Regions from separate parts of the Ovis canadensis genome. Here region 2 is linked to region 1. The links are chromatin contacts, called in public Hi-C maps. All regions are on one chromosome and are shown on one strand. Each heading gives the region's core, a stretch centred on a gene start, on an enhancer-like site or on the middle of the called end of the contact. The rest is flanking DNA. Distances are from core to core; before and after follow the strand shown.

Region 1 (6,710 bases), core at 3,632-6,131:
TTCTTTCTGTATCCATTTCAAAGTCACTGAGCTTGGGAAAGGTCCCAGGTAGAAGACATAGAACCCTTGGGAAGGCAGTGGCCTGGGTGAGGACAAGGTTTGGGGGCTGCCACTGATGGAGGTTGCAGGTAGTGAGGGGCCTCATGCTCACTCAAAGGGCATTTAACATTCAGTGAAGAGTGAGGGTCAGATGTGAACAGCAAACCCACAGGGCCCTTCTGTGCTTTGTTCTTTGGTTTTTCAAACAAGCCCCCAGTAGGGTCCCTAGTCCAGCCCCACGCTGGGCTGGGCATTGATGAGAAAGACAAGGGCCTGCCCTCTTTTAGGAACTCACTGCATGAGACAAGACAGAACTGGACACAAGCAATTCCTGAACTATCAGTCATGACCTAAGAAGCTTAAGGGCTTGGGGAGCACAGCAGGAACCCATGCACTCTAAGGGAGCAGTGAGTGTCAAGGAAGGCTTCACAAAGGGGTCTTTTGAATGGGTTATTAAAGGATGTGTAGGAGTTTTCAAGAAGCATTTGGGGAATTGTGTGTTCCAGTCAGGGTGGGACAGGCCTGGAAATATGTGCTTACAGGCCTGGAAACATGGTTAAGAGTGGGATATTCTGGGAATGGTGAGCAGTCTGTATGGAGAGAGGAGAGATGAATCTAGAAAAACTGGGAGGGGGGTGGTCAGAATGTACTGTAAAGGGCTTCACATGCTGTGCCATGGGGTTTGGGTTTTAGTCTGCAAATGTGGTGGTGGAGGGGACCATAATGTATTTTTGACAAATAAGAGATGGTTGATTTGGATGGTCTCTCTGGCAGTGGAGCAGACAGAGGGCCAAAAGAGGCCAGGCTGGAGTCAGAGACCAGCTTATCCATCTATTCCGTCATCCACTCATTCTGCATTTTGGGAGCATTACTGTGTGGCAGGCACTGGGGAATCTGGTCATGACAGGCAAGCAAAGTCCCTGCTCTCATGGAGTTGACATTCTTGTGGAGGGAGAGAGACAGGAAGCAAGTCAACAAGTGAAAGTATATGTTAGAGAACCCACTGAAGACATAAAACAAGTTAAGGCAGTAGAGGTTGGGGCAGGGGCAACTTTAGACAAGATGGTCAGGGAAGGTGATTACACACGTAAAGAGGCAGAGAATCTGTCCGTGCACAGGAACAGCATGTGCAAAGGCCCTGCGGTGGAAATGGGTGCATCTTGTTGGAGGAACATAGGAGGGTCACTGGGGCTGGAGTTCAGGAGCGTGAGGGGAGCAAGGCCAGATGACGGTTGTCATCCGAAGGCTGAGTCTTTTCCCAAGTGAAGGAAGCCACTGGAGGGAACTGGGGAGGGGCACGCCCTCAACTGGTTTGCTTTGTGGGAGCCTGTGCTGGGTGCTGTGGGTGACGGTGGGGACGGGAGTGGAAGTGGGAGCCAGGAGGTCCACTGGGCAGACGCTGGTGCCACCTCCCTGGGGGCAGATGGTGGCAGCTCTGGCCAGACACAGGAGCAGAGCTGAAGCAGGAAGAGAGGAGGGGAAGGGTCATCCCATGTCTTTAGTGTGAGTTCTATCTGGATAGAGGGGCTTCCGAGGGTCTGGTGACACCTGGAGGGGATGCAGTGGTGGAGGGAGAAGGCAGTTAGGGGCGCAGTAGTTCGGGGATCATGGTCAGACATCCTGGTGGCTGGTGGTGTTTGAGGCTGGATCTCTAGGGAGAGGTCAGGGCGGGAGGTGAAGGTCTGAGGGTTGATTAGGAGGATGCTAAGGGTCCAGGTGTCAGATGAGAGAGGACCAGCATCTGAATTCAGGCTGTCTGCAAGGCCAGCCAATAACTGTGACCTGAGGCAATAGGGACTCAGGTGTAGGGTCTTCCCTGTTTCCTGCGCTGAACAGCAGAGATGGGGCATGTGAGTGGTAGGCTGAGTAATAGCACGGAGACACCCACATCCTAATCCCAGAGCCCATGAATAGGGTACCTCACATGGCAGCAGGGGCTTTGCAGGTATGGTGAATTAAGGGTCCTGAAATGGGGAGAGCACCCTGGATTACCCAGGGAGGTCCAATGATGTGATCACAAGGATCCTTATAAGGAAGAGGCAGGAAGCAGAGTGAGAAGGAGATGTGGCAGTGGGTGGAAGGGCTCATAAGCCAAGAAATGCAGGAAGCTTCTAGAAACTGACAAAGGTAAGGAAGTGGGTTCTCCCCTGAGCCTCCAGAAATGTAATTAAATCCTGTTGTTTTAAATCGCTGTTTGTACTAATTGGTTACAGCAGCAGTAGGAAGCCCCTTCAGAGCCCTAGGACTAGCACTCCCCTAAATCTTTGGCCTCCAAATGTTTTTGATCGCTCATCAGTAAAAGTGTTTGATTATTCCGTAGGTTGCTACATGGTAGATTATACCCTAAAGTAGACATTTAAAGCGGCATTCCCTGGAATATTACTCAGCCATAAAAAAGAATGAAATTGGGTCATTTGCAGTGATATGAATAGACCTAGAGTCTGTCATACAGAATGAAGTAAGTCAGAAAGAGGAAAACAAATGTTGTGTATTAATGCATATATACGGAATCTAGAAAAATGGTGCTGATGAACTATTTGCAGGGCAGGGATAGAAACACAGACATAGAGAACAAACACGTGCACATGGGGTGGTGGGGGGGCATGGGAGGGTGGAGCAAACTGGGAGAATAGAATTGACATATACACGCTACCATATGTAAAACAGATAGCGAGTGGGAAGCTGCTGTTTAGCACAGGGAGCTCTGCCCGGTGCTCTGTGATAACCTGCGGTGGAGGCGGGGGTGGGGGCTGTGGGAGGGAGGGGATATATGCATACATGTGGCTGATTCACTTTGTTGTTCAGCAGAAACGAACACAACATTGTTAAGCAACCATACTCCAGTAAAAATCAGATTAAAAGGCATTTCCTTCCGGCCCCTGCAAACAGCCCGCTATGGAGACCCCAGCACTAGGCAGGCAAGGCCAGGTATGGAGCCACGGGGAGCCTCTAGAAATGACAGGGACCTTTTGAGAGGGGCGGCGGACTGCATTCTGGGTCCTGCCCCACTGGTGGTGAGGCTGCAGGCTCTGGCCCCTGCCATGGAGGAGTTGGTAGCTTGAGGTCAGACCATGCACTGAGTTGTGGCTTCTGGGAGTCTGGGCCTGGTTAACAAGGCTGAGTCATGGCCCGGGGTCAGCCCCGCCAGCAGAGCAGCCTCAGAGGGAGGTCGGGCAGGCCAAGGGCTGGCCTTGCCCACCAGGCCTCGGGGTGGACCCAGGAGAGGCCCACCAGCACCTCAGAGCCTGGACCAGGGGTGCCCACAGAGGCACCGCAGGATACAACATGGGTGGTGGGGGGGCGGGTTGTAGGTAGAGGCATAAGCCTGAGGCCTGGCTATTAAGGAGCCATCAGGAAGTGACGACAGAGCACAGCTGAGGGCCAGGTGGGCTCTCTTCGTGGAGGGGGAGAGGGTCAGAAAGGCACAGGTCTGTGGAATACCTTTAATGTGCTGGGGGACCAGGGTCCCAGTTTCTTCCTGAATCGCTTCACTGTGTGACTTGAGGCCAACAGCTTGACCTCTCTGGGCTTCAGTTTCTATGTGTAAAACAGAGCTACTGTGAGGCTTAAGTGAGATTATCCCCAGCACCTGGCATACGGTGACCTCCCAGCAAAGGTAACGCATCAATCAGCGGGTACGTCGTGCCTGCTGGGGACCAGCAGCTGTTCCAGGAGTACGGTGACAGAAGTGACAAGGGACCCCGTCCCCGTGGAGCTTCATATCACCTCTCCTGAAAGCTCACGGGGGCTGGCTTCCAACCCTGAGCTGTACCTGTTCCAGGAGGGGCCCATGGAGAACTCACTGGAGGGGCAGGGGGCGCGCGTGGTTCACACATGTTGTGGGTCAGAGCCTTAAGGTCTGTGGGCCCGAGCTGCCAGAGCCCAGTCCTTTCAGCCTGGCCCCTCCCTGCCCCACAGCTCCTTGTCACCCCATTATCTCCTGGGGGGGGGGTCCCTGGAGGCGCTCGCACAGTGCTGGGCGCATGGGGTTCCCATGGGCGGGGAGGGGGCAGGCAGCAGCTGTGGGGCGCAATTTCTGACATCGCCCTGGCAATGGGCCCTCCCTTGGGCCCTGGCGGGTCACATCTTTACCGGAAGCCTTCGGAACTTCAAATGCCGCCCCCGTGGAGCAGGATCCGTGGATGAGGGTAGAGGTGGAGGGCTGGGGTCAACCTGGTTTTTCGTTAGTCTCAGGCTGGTTGAGGAACTCCTGGGGCTATGTGGAGAGGTTCTAGACGTGTAGAGGCTTTGGCGAGAAAACCGAGGGAAGCAGGGGGGAACTTGCCTTCCCTCCATTTGGAGGTGGGCGGTGTCTGGACGCGGGGTGGGGATCAAGGGCAGGGTCAGCAGGACCCCAGTAGGTGGTGACATGCTGGTTCTATAGTCTCCAAAGGTAGGAGATGAGAGGACCCCGACAAGTACTCAGATCTGGTCTAAACACCAAGCCCCCATTCTAGTGCATCTGGTTAGTTCCCGGGGTCTCTGGGGAGGAGTCAGTGATTAGAGAAACATCCTTCTCCACTTTGAAATATATTCTTCCACTTAGCAGCTCAAAACTGTTTCAGAGTAGAGGTGCTATCTGCCTGACCTAATTCATTAGCACCTGTTTGCAAATCAGCAGCTAAAGGCTAAAATCCTTTTAAGTGACCTGATGAGGTCTGACGCAACATTGTCAGGCGAGGCCAGTCCCTGTCCCATAACACCCTGGAAATTTTTGGCCACGATTTAAAAAACCACCAATTACAGTCAGCCAAGGTCAAATGCAGAGTACTGTACTTGGTTTATGGGCCAGTGAGCTGAGGCTGTTCTTCCAGCCATGTGACGAGGGCCATGCTTATGGTAAGTGGGGCGGGGGCCACTTGGGCTGACTTGAGTCACCCTGGACGTGCCAAAGTAGAAACTCACTCACCCCTCCCATTGGCCCTGTAAACACACATGGGGCCACGAGGGGGCGCTGGAGCCAACTCAAGGCTTCACTGCTGGGCAGGGCAACCAACCTGAGCGCCATTTGTCAAAAAGGGTGGATCTTAAATAGTATTGAATGAAGAGAAAAGGCCACGATACCTATAGAATAATTTGTCTGCACATTTAAAACGCATGCATACATAAAACAACTTGGTATTTTTAAAAAGACATATTGAAAGACATAGGGAATACCTATAAAGGATGGGGGGTGGCAGGATGGGAACAGGGATGGGAGATAAAGGGGGAAAGTTGACAAAACGCCTGGGGCTGACGGTGGGTCTCTTGAACCCTAAGTGTGAGCCCCTCCCCACCCCCAAACTGCTGTTTAATGTTTTCCTTTTAAATTGACTGTTTTAAATAGCCTAAGTAAATTTGCTATTTACTTTGCAAAAATGATACGGCTGTGGCGAGTGGAAAACCCAGGTAGGCTTCCCTGGTATGAGGCCTGTGGGTCCCCTTCCTGACCCACCTTTCACGTTCTCATTTTGACTGGCAGTTTTCTACCATCTGAAATATTGGCTTGGCCAAAAAGTTCGTTCAGGTGTGTCCATATGATGTTATAAAAACTCGAACAAAGTTTTGGCCAACCCAGTACTTGTCGCTCCGTATTTAGGATTCATTCTTTATACCGCTTTCCACTCTGCCAGTGACATTGTCTCAGAAACTGCTCATCAAATAGAACTGAGTTTGTGCCTTTTCCCTCACCGTTTGTTGGGTTTTATTGCGGCGGGGGGACGTCCAAGTGCGAGTGTTCAATACAGCTGTGGTCCTTTGTCATCATCCTTCATTTAAAAAGACCCAAGCCAGCATTTTAAGTCAGCTGTGTGTAAAAAACAAGCCTTTTTTTGACTGACGTAGGTAGGTAAATAATGGGACTTATTCTTTGGCAGTGCCAAAGACTGGCCAAGCTACTGTCCAAGCTGTGCTCATTCACACGCTAGTAAGGTTATACTCAAAATTTCCTTCCCTTTTAGGCCACCACAGAGCATTGAGGAGAGTTCCCTGAGCCATACAGTCGGTTCTCATCAAGGCTACTTATTTTAACTACAAACTACAAGTGGCTTTCACATTATATTTTAACATCATATTCCTGATGAAATCAGAGCCTTTCCCGGGGCAGGGGGTGGGGGTTGGAGATGGGGGTGCAGCTCCCACTGCCCTGAACCCTCGTCTGAGCAGGAAAAACATGAGGCAGAGACAAGCCTGTGGGAGATTAGCTGTTAGAACAGATGGGTCCTACCCTTCCCCTGGCCTTGGGTCTTCCTTTTGCCATTAGATGACTTCTCCACTCTCTGCTGCTGCTGCTAAGTCGCTTCAGTCGTGTCCGACTCTGTGCGACCCCATAGATGGCAGCCCACCAGGCTTCCCCCGCCCCTGGGATTCTCCAAGCAAGAACACTGGAGTGGGTTGCCATTTCCTTCGCCAATGCATGAAAGTAAAAAGTGAAAGTGAAGTCGCTTAGTTGTGTCCAACTCTTAGTGACCCCATGGACTACAGCCCACCTGCCTCCTCCATCATTGGATTTTCCAGGCAAGAGTACTGGAGTGGGGTGCCACTGAGGTCCTGATTTCTCTCTCTGGGTGGAAACTGACCTCCACCCAGAGATGGGCTGCAATATGAACTTTCACCAGTAGGTGGTGCTAGATGGTTTAACCTCTGTGTTTTCAGGTCAAACACCACTGAGCGACTGAATAACACAGTGCTTG
Region 2 (6,867 bases), core at 1,500-3,999, 98 kb after region 1:
ACGGGGGAGCCTGGTGGGCTGCCATCTATGGGGTCGCACAGAGTCAGACACGACTGACGTGACTTAGCAGCAGCAGCAGCAGAGCAACTAAGCATTCAAGCATCATTGAGTGAGTGGTAAACTGAGACCCACGGATGGCCCACGGATGGCCCTGGGTTATACAGCCCATGCTCTGTAAGATGGGGACCAATGAGAGCCTCCTGCCAAGTGATACTGTGCTTGATCAGCTGGCCACCCCTCTCTGCCCCCCACCAGAAGACAGGTTGGGAGTGTGGTGGTTCAGTCGCTAAGTCGCTAAGACTCTGCAACGCCATGGACTGTAGCCCACCAGGCTCCTCTGTCCATGGGATTTCCCAGGCAAGAATGCTGGAGTGGGTTGCCATATCCTTTTTCCAGGGGATCTTCCTGACCCCAGGGATTGCACTCATGTCTCCTGCATTGGCAGGTGGATTCTTTACCACTGAGTCACCGGGGAAGCCCTTCAGGTTGGGAGAATGGGGAGGAATTGAAACTTCCAGTTCACAACTCACAGCCCCCCAGGGCTGCAAGGAGTAAAGACAGGGAGTTACATCTGCAGGTGATCTTTATTTCTCATACTTCTCTGGCCCGAGTGGGGGTTTTGGAGGTTCGACTTGGGGTACATTTTCTCCTGGCTGCTCCCCTGCAGGTCTGGGTCCACCTGGAGGAGGGGAAGGAGGTGCCCTTCTGGCTCCTCCAAGCAAAGCCCCAAAAGCTGATCCAACGGAGCCCAGGAGGATGTTGGATGATGTGGAGAGTCCAGCTGCCCCTGTTGGGAGAGAAAAAGGGTGAGCGTAGGAAGGGTGCAGTGGCCAGTGGCTGGGACCCCTTCAGAAGGCCTGAGGCCCAGAGATGCCACGTGGATGCCTCCTCTAGGTCCAGAATCCCCCAGGGCTCTGCTTTGGGCAGAGGGAGCTAGAGGTGGCTGGAAGAGAGAGAGAAGGGGGTGAAGAGAGAGAGTCAGCCACAGACCCCAAGAGCGACAGGTCCCACTGAGGCTGAGAGGGGAGGGGATCTGCCTAGGCCACTCAGGGGTCAGATTTTGGCAGGGCTAGACCCAGAGCCCAGGCTTCCCTGGTGGCTCCGTGGTAAAGAACCTGCCAATGCAGGAGACGTGGGTTCGATTCCTGGGTTGGGAAGATCCACTGGAGAAGGAGATGGCAACCCACTCTGGCATTCTTGCCTGAGAAATCCCAAGGACAGAGGAGCCTGGTGGGCTACAGTCCATGAGGTCACAAACAGCCGGACACGACTTAGCGACTAAACAACAAAAACAAAGACCTAGAGCCCAGCTGTCACAAACCCTGGGACCCTCCGTTCTTCTCTTTCCCAGGACCCGCTCACCCCTCCACTCCACTCCTGCCTGCAAGGCTCACCCAGGACTCAGGAGAACAGTGAGGGAGAGACAGAGAACCAGGGACCTTGAGGACCACGAAACTGGAGGGGAGGGACCGGCCCTCCCGCAGGCTTAGCCTCGGGCGACACTTGTGCTGGTCGGACCCTCCTCCCCTCTGTTCCTCCCGCCCCTCATCCGGCCCAGCCCCTTACCCACGGACTGGAGAGTGGCCACCAGGCTGCCGGCGGCAACTCCGCCCCCATTGGCCACCGCGGCCGCTGACATCATCTTGGCCGCTAAGGAGGAGGCGGCGATTCCAGCCCCCGTGAAGCCCACGGCGCCCAGCACCGCGGGCACCGCCGCCACCGCCAGGGCTGCAGGGAGAGAGGAGCTTTGGGGTCGGGGGCATGGGCTGAGGGGAGTGGACCCCCCTTTAGGAATCCTTGACAGTTTCTGGGGACTGTCTGCTTGGAGCAGACGGGGACAGCCGCTTGGAGAAATGTCCCAAGGTTAAAAAAAAAAAAAAATGGTATGGGAGCGGGGCTGTGGAGCCAGCTAGGGACAGTAGTTTAGGGGAGGCACCTATTTGAGTCTCCAACTTGCAGTGTGGCAACGGGGAAGTCACCACCCCTTCCTGGGCTTCAGGTCTGCGTGCGTGTGCGTGCGTGCGTGTGTGTGCGTGCGTGTGTGTGTGTGTCAGTGTGGGGGTGAAATAAACCAATAAACCACTGCTGGCTTTAGCAGCAAATACCCTTTCAAATGAAACCTTCTCTACATGCTCTTTACATATAAGGACTAGAGGAGCATCTACGTGGGGGATCGCGGGGTCCTCTTCCTAGGGAGCACCGCTCTTGGTCCCTAGCAGTCACCCCAGCGGCTCCAGGAGTGGTGGGGAGTGTCCCCTTTCTAAGGCCTCCCGTCCATCCCCGGACCGGGGCCAGGTGAAGGCCTGGCGACACAGGGATGCAGGGATGCAGGGAAGTCACCTCCTCCGATCGCAGCGGCCGCCGCTCGTTCTTGAGAGAGAGGAGAGAGAGTTGGTTGAAGTATTGAGGGAAAGAAGCGAGTCCTCTGGCCCTTGGTGGGTTGGGGTCTGGGAGGGCCGCCCCCTGCCCAGGACGTCCCCTGATGGGAAGGAGAAACTCACTTATCATGGCGATGCCCTCTTCGCAGCAGCTGAGCTCAGGAAATGACTAAGATCCAGGAGGTGCTGTGATTGTCCGAGGAACCAATGGGGAAGCGGTCGGCCCCTCGCAGCATCTCTGCCCCAATTAGACTCTGCTGCTGCTGCTGCTGCTGCTGCTAAGTCGCTTCAGTCGTGTCCAACTCTGTGCGACCCCATAGACGGCAGCCCACCAGGCTCCCCCGTCCCTGGGATTCTCCAGGCAAGAACACTGGAGTGGGTTGCCAGGAAGCACATTCTGCTCTCCTGCTCGCCCGCCCCCACCCGCTTCCCATCCCTACCCCCGGGTCTTACTCGCCCGCCCCCCACCTTCACCCCACTGGTCCTTCTCTTCACCTGCCCCTCTCCTCCGGCTCTCTTCTACCCACCGGTGGTTGCCCCCCCGCCCGAATGGGATTCTCTCTGGTTTGGTGGCCCCACCAAAGGGAAAAGAACCTGAAAACACCCGAAAGACGCTGCAAGTGGACCGGGGTTCCAAGTGTAACATTTTGCCCCCTGATGACAGACGAGTCGTTCTCGGCCAAAAACAAAAAAATAACAACAACAACAAAATAAATACACACAGAACGCAAGGAGAAAATTTAATTCACTTCCAGAGGGAGATACTGGTAGATCTTACTGCTTTTCCTTCCAGTCTGTCTTGCCAAGACCACCACATCTCCATCCTGTAACCTCACTTCCAAGTTCCAATCACACTTGTATGCTACTTTGCAAATTACTTATTTAATCTACCGTTTATATTTCCCCAAGCTGTTTAATGGGCTTCCCTGGTAGCTCAGCTAGTAAAAAAAATCTGCCTGCAATGCAGGAGACCCCGATTCAATTCCTGGGTGGGGAAGATCCCCTGCAGAAGGAATAGGCTACCCACTCCAGTGTTCATAGGCTTCCCTGGTAGTTCAGAGGGTAAAGAATCTGCCTGCAATGTGGGAGTCCTGAGTTACATCCCTGGGTTGCGAAGATCCCCTGGAGGAGGGCATAGCAACCCACTCCTGTATCCTTGCCTGGAAAATCCCCATGGACAGAGGAGCCTGGGGTCACAAAAAGACACAACTGAGGGACTAAGCACAAGTTGTTTGATATTCTTCAACCAGATTTTTAAAAAAGTTATATTTATTGAGGTGTAATTTACACGGAGTAAAACTCAATGGGGTGGGGGTGGGGGGGGAGGGCAGTGTGTTTCATGAGACATGCCAGAATTAAGATCCCTGACCAAGGATGGAGCCTGAGACTCCTGCAGTGGAAGGGCAGAATCTTAACCACGAGACCGCCAGGGAAACCCCCAGATTCAACTTTTGAGTGTATATTTTTATGAGTTTGGACAAACCTTTACAGTTGTGCAACCATCAGCTCAGATACAGAACGTTTTCATCACCAGTCCCCCTAGTCCCCAGTTCTCTCAGGTCATTTGTAATCAACTTCTCCCTGACCCCTGCCTCTGGCCACTTCTGATGTGTTTCTGTCCCTGTGCATTTGTTTTTTTTTTTTTTTCAGAATTTCAATGTGATTTTTCACTTGTCATCAGACATTCTGTCCTGGGGGTAAACTATAGTTTGATGCATCAGCCCTTCCCTGCACCACGTTTAAGGGTTTAAATTTTTGCTCTATAGCTTATCCTGGCCTGAAGTGCTTATGACATAGTGCTCAAGTAATGTCTGATAATATAGTCCTGGAGGAGGAATTGCTGGGTCAGAAACTAAACATTTCTTGTGGCAATTGATACTTTCTTGTTAGGTTATATTTCAAAAGTATTGCTTCAGCTTATACTCCCTCTAAAAGTATGGGAGGGGATCTATTTTTCTCTACTCTTAACCAACAATTAGCTTTGTCGTTAAAACAAAAAAATCCCTTTTCTGATGAAAGGTTAAAAAAAATGATGGCATTTTAATTTAAATTTCTTTTTTTTACTGCTGATCAGGTTAAATTATTTTCTAAATTAATTAGTTAGTTTAGTTTTGGCTGCTCTGGTCTTCCCTGCTGCCTGAGGGCTTTCTCTAGTTGCAGGGGACAGGCTTCTCATTGCAAGGGCCTCTCCCGTTGCAGAGCACAGGCTCTAGGGTGTGTGGGCTCAGTGGTTGTGCCATGTGGGATCTTATTGCTCTGTGCCATGTGGGATCTTCCAGGATCAGGGATCAAACCCATGTCCCCTGCATTGGCAGGAGGATTCTTAACCATTAAACTATCAGGGAAACCCCAGGCTAAATTACTTTTCTGTTACTTAGGCTTATGCAGTCTTATTTGTGAATACGGTCTGGTATTCTAGGATGTTTCTTCCCTGGATGTGTTATATTTTTCCCTTACAGATATAGGAATTTATTTATATTTAACTATCTTAATTCTTTCTTATAGATGTTGCAAAGTTTTGTTTCATTATTGTCTTTTTTTTCAAGGGGGTAGGGGGACTTTTTTAACGTAGAAAAGTTTTTAATATTTATGAGAATATACTAGTACTTTAATTTGTTATTTTTTTATTTGTATGTCTAAAAAAAGCTGTTCCTGCTATCTATCAGATACATCATCACCTATATTTCGAGGGAGTGGGGGTAGCGGTTCTTCTGTGGCTTCACTTTTTAATCCATCTGGAATTTAGTTTGTACATATAGGGTGTTTTACATATCTATGTATGTCTTAGCCAATGAGCTCAGATATAAACACCATTTATTAAATTCCAACATCATTTATTAAATCATCTTCCATTTCCTCTTTGATTTGAAATTCTAACCTTATATTCAAAATACACATGCTTGTGTATAAACCAGTGTACCTGTTTTGGAATATTCTATTCTGTCTTAATGAGGATCTCTTCTGGCAACAATATAATACCATTTTAATGTTTATACATTTAATATTTGATTTCATGTCCGTGACCATTTTCATTTAGGTTTAAAATACTTCTGATTCTTCCTACTTATTAGTTCTTCAGATGAAATTTACAAATATCTTTTTTCAATTTCAGAATCTTTTTTTGCTATTTTGATGGAAATTGAGCTCATTTTAAAAATAAATATTCAAGGAGAAATATTTTTACAAAAGCAATTTTTTTATCCAGGAAGATGATAAGTCTTTCTACTTATTCTTTTTCCATATTCCTGGGTAAAATTTTGTCATTGTATGTGTCTGTGTGTGCTAACTTGATTCAATTGTGTCCGATTCTTTGCAACCCTAAGGACTGTGACCTGCCAGGTTCCTCTGTCCATGGGATTCTCCAGGCAAGAATACTGGAGTGGGTTGCTGTGCCCTCTTCCAGGGATCTTCCCCACCGAGGGATCACACTCGCGTCTCTTACTTCTCCACACTGGCAGGCGGGTTCTTTACCACTATAAGGACTACATATTTTAAAATAAACTTTATTTTCAAAGAAAAAATTGCAAAGATAGTACAGAGAGTTCATACATATCCTGCACCCAGTTTTCCCTTATTATTAATATATTAGTAGGATACACTTGTTACAATGAATGAACCAATGCTGGCATGTTATTATCAAAATCATACTTTATTCAGATTTTCTTATTTCTAACCTAACATCCTTCTGTTCCAGGATCCAGTCCAGGATATCACATGACATTTAGTCTTCATGGCTACTTGGGTATTTCTTTGCTGTGACAGTTTCTCGTGCTTTCCTTGCTTTTGTTGACCTTAATGGTTTTGAGCAGTACTGGTCAGATATTTTGGAGAATGTTCCCTCACTGGGATTTGTCTGAAATTTCCCTTCATGATTAGATAAAAGTCTCGTGGAGGAAGATCACAGAGGTAAATTGCCATTCTCATCACAGTGCATCAAAAGTACATGCTATCAACTTACAACTGTTGGTGTTGATGGTAGACATTTTCACATATTGTGGTATGGGGAAGTCATTTTGGCTTATATGTGATTTGGCTTGAACATTGTGATAGCTAGCATGACTTGTCTTATGACCGGTCAGATATCTGTGGTGCATCTTCTTTAAGTACCACAATAAAAAGAATGCAATTCCCAGGTTGATTAGAAGGTCCATTTTGAAGATAAGGATAGATGCTTTCCCCCTTCCCATGACATCAGTGCAAGACAAGATTCCTTCTCTAGATAGCAAGGTCATGTGTATGGATTGTGGATGTGGTTCCAGTCACATTCCTGCATCACTGAGAACTTGAATTTTCTGAAGTATATCAAACTGAAGGACCCTACCAGCCATTCTCAAAATAGTATCTGCTAGCGCCGCCTGCCACCTTATGGTCTTAAGGTCTTTCCTGGTAACCATGCAACCATTTTGGACCCCAAGCAATTCTTGCTTAAGAAGGACCCTTCTTACCAACTGTGCTGAGGGCACCCAGAGAACTCACAAAGGGAGGCAAA

Evidence for each region. A called contact is a pair of places that touch in the nucleus more often than the background predicts.
Region 2: a contact with region 1 is called in a Hi-C map of lung, with 4 times the contacts expected there. The contact joins the promoter of LOC138423608 here to the enhancer-like site in region 1. A contact is called at or near these places in 2 of 2 Hi-C or Micro-C datasets (fibroblasts and lung).

The regions. Positions count from the first base shown.
Region 1 is chr18:72,240,235-72,246,944 of ARS-UI_OviCan_v2, forward strand. The region is part of intron 1 of OTUB2 (OTU deubiquitinase, ubiquitin aldehyde binding 2); the gene reads left to right. Among named protein-coding and RNA genes, the nearest start is that of OTUB2, 5.6 kb to the left of the region's middle. Within about 2 kb of position 4,882, the one cell type or tissue checked has open chromatin away from gene starts, as enhancers often do. A contact at or near this core is called in fibroblasts, where this site is marked.
Region 2 is chr18:72,340,041-72,346,907 of ARS-UI_OviCan_v2, forward strand. It overlaps LOC138423608 (interferon alpha-inducible protein 27-like protein 2), which reads right to left and starts at 2,750. Exons shown (of 4, transcript XM_069559698.1): 1 at 2,502-2,750; 2 at 2,341-2,370; 3 at 1,567-1,728; 4 at 566-787. The coding sequence starts at 2,508. The coding sequence ends at 585.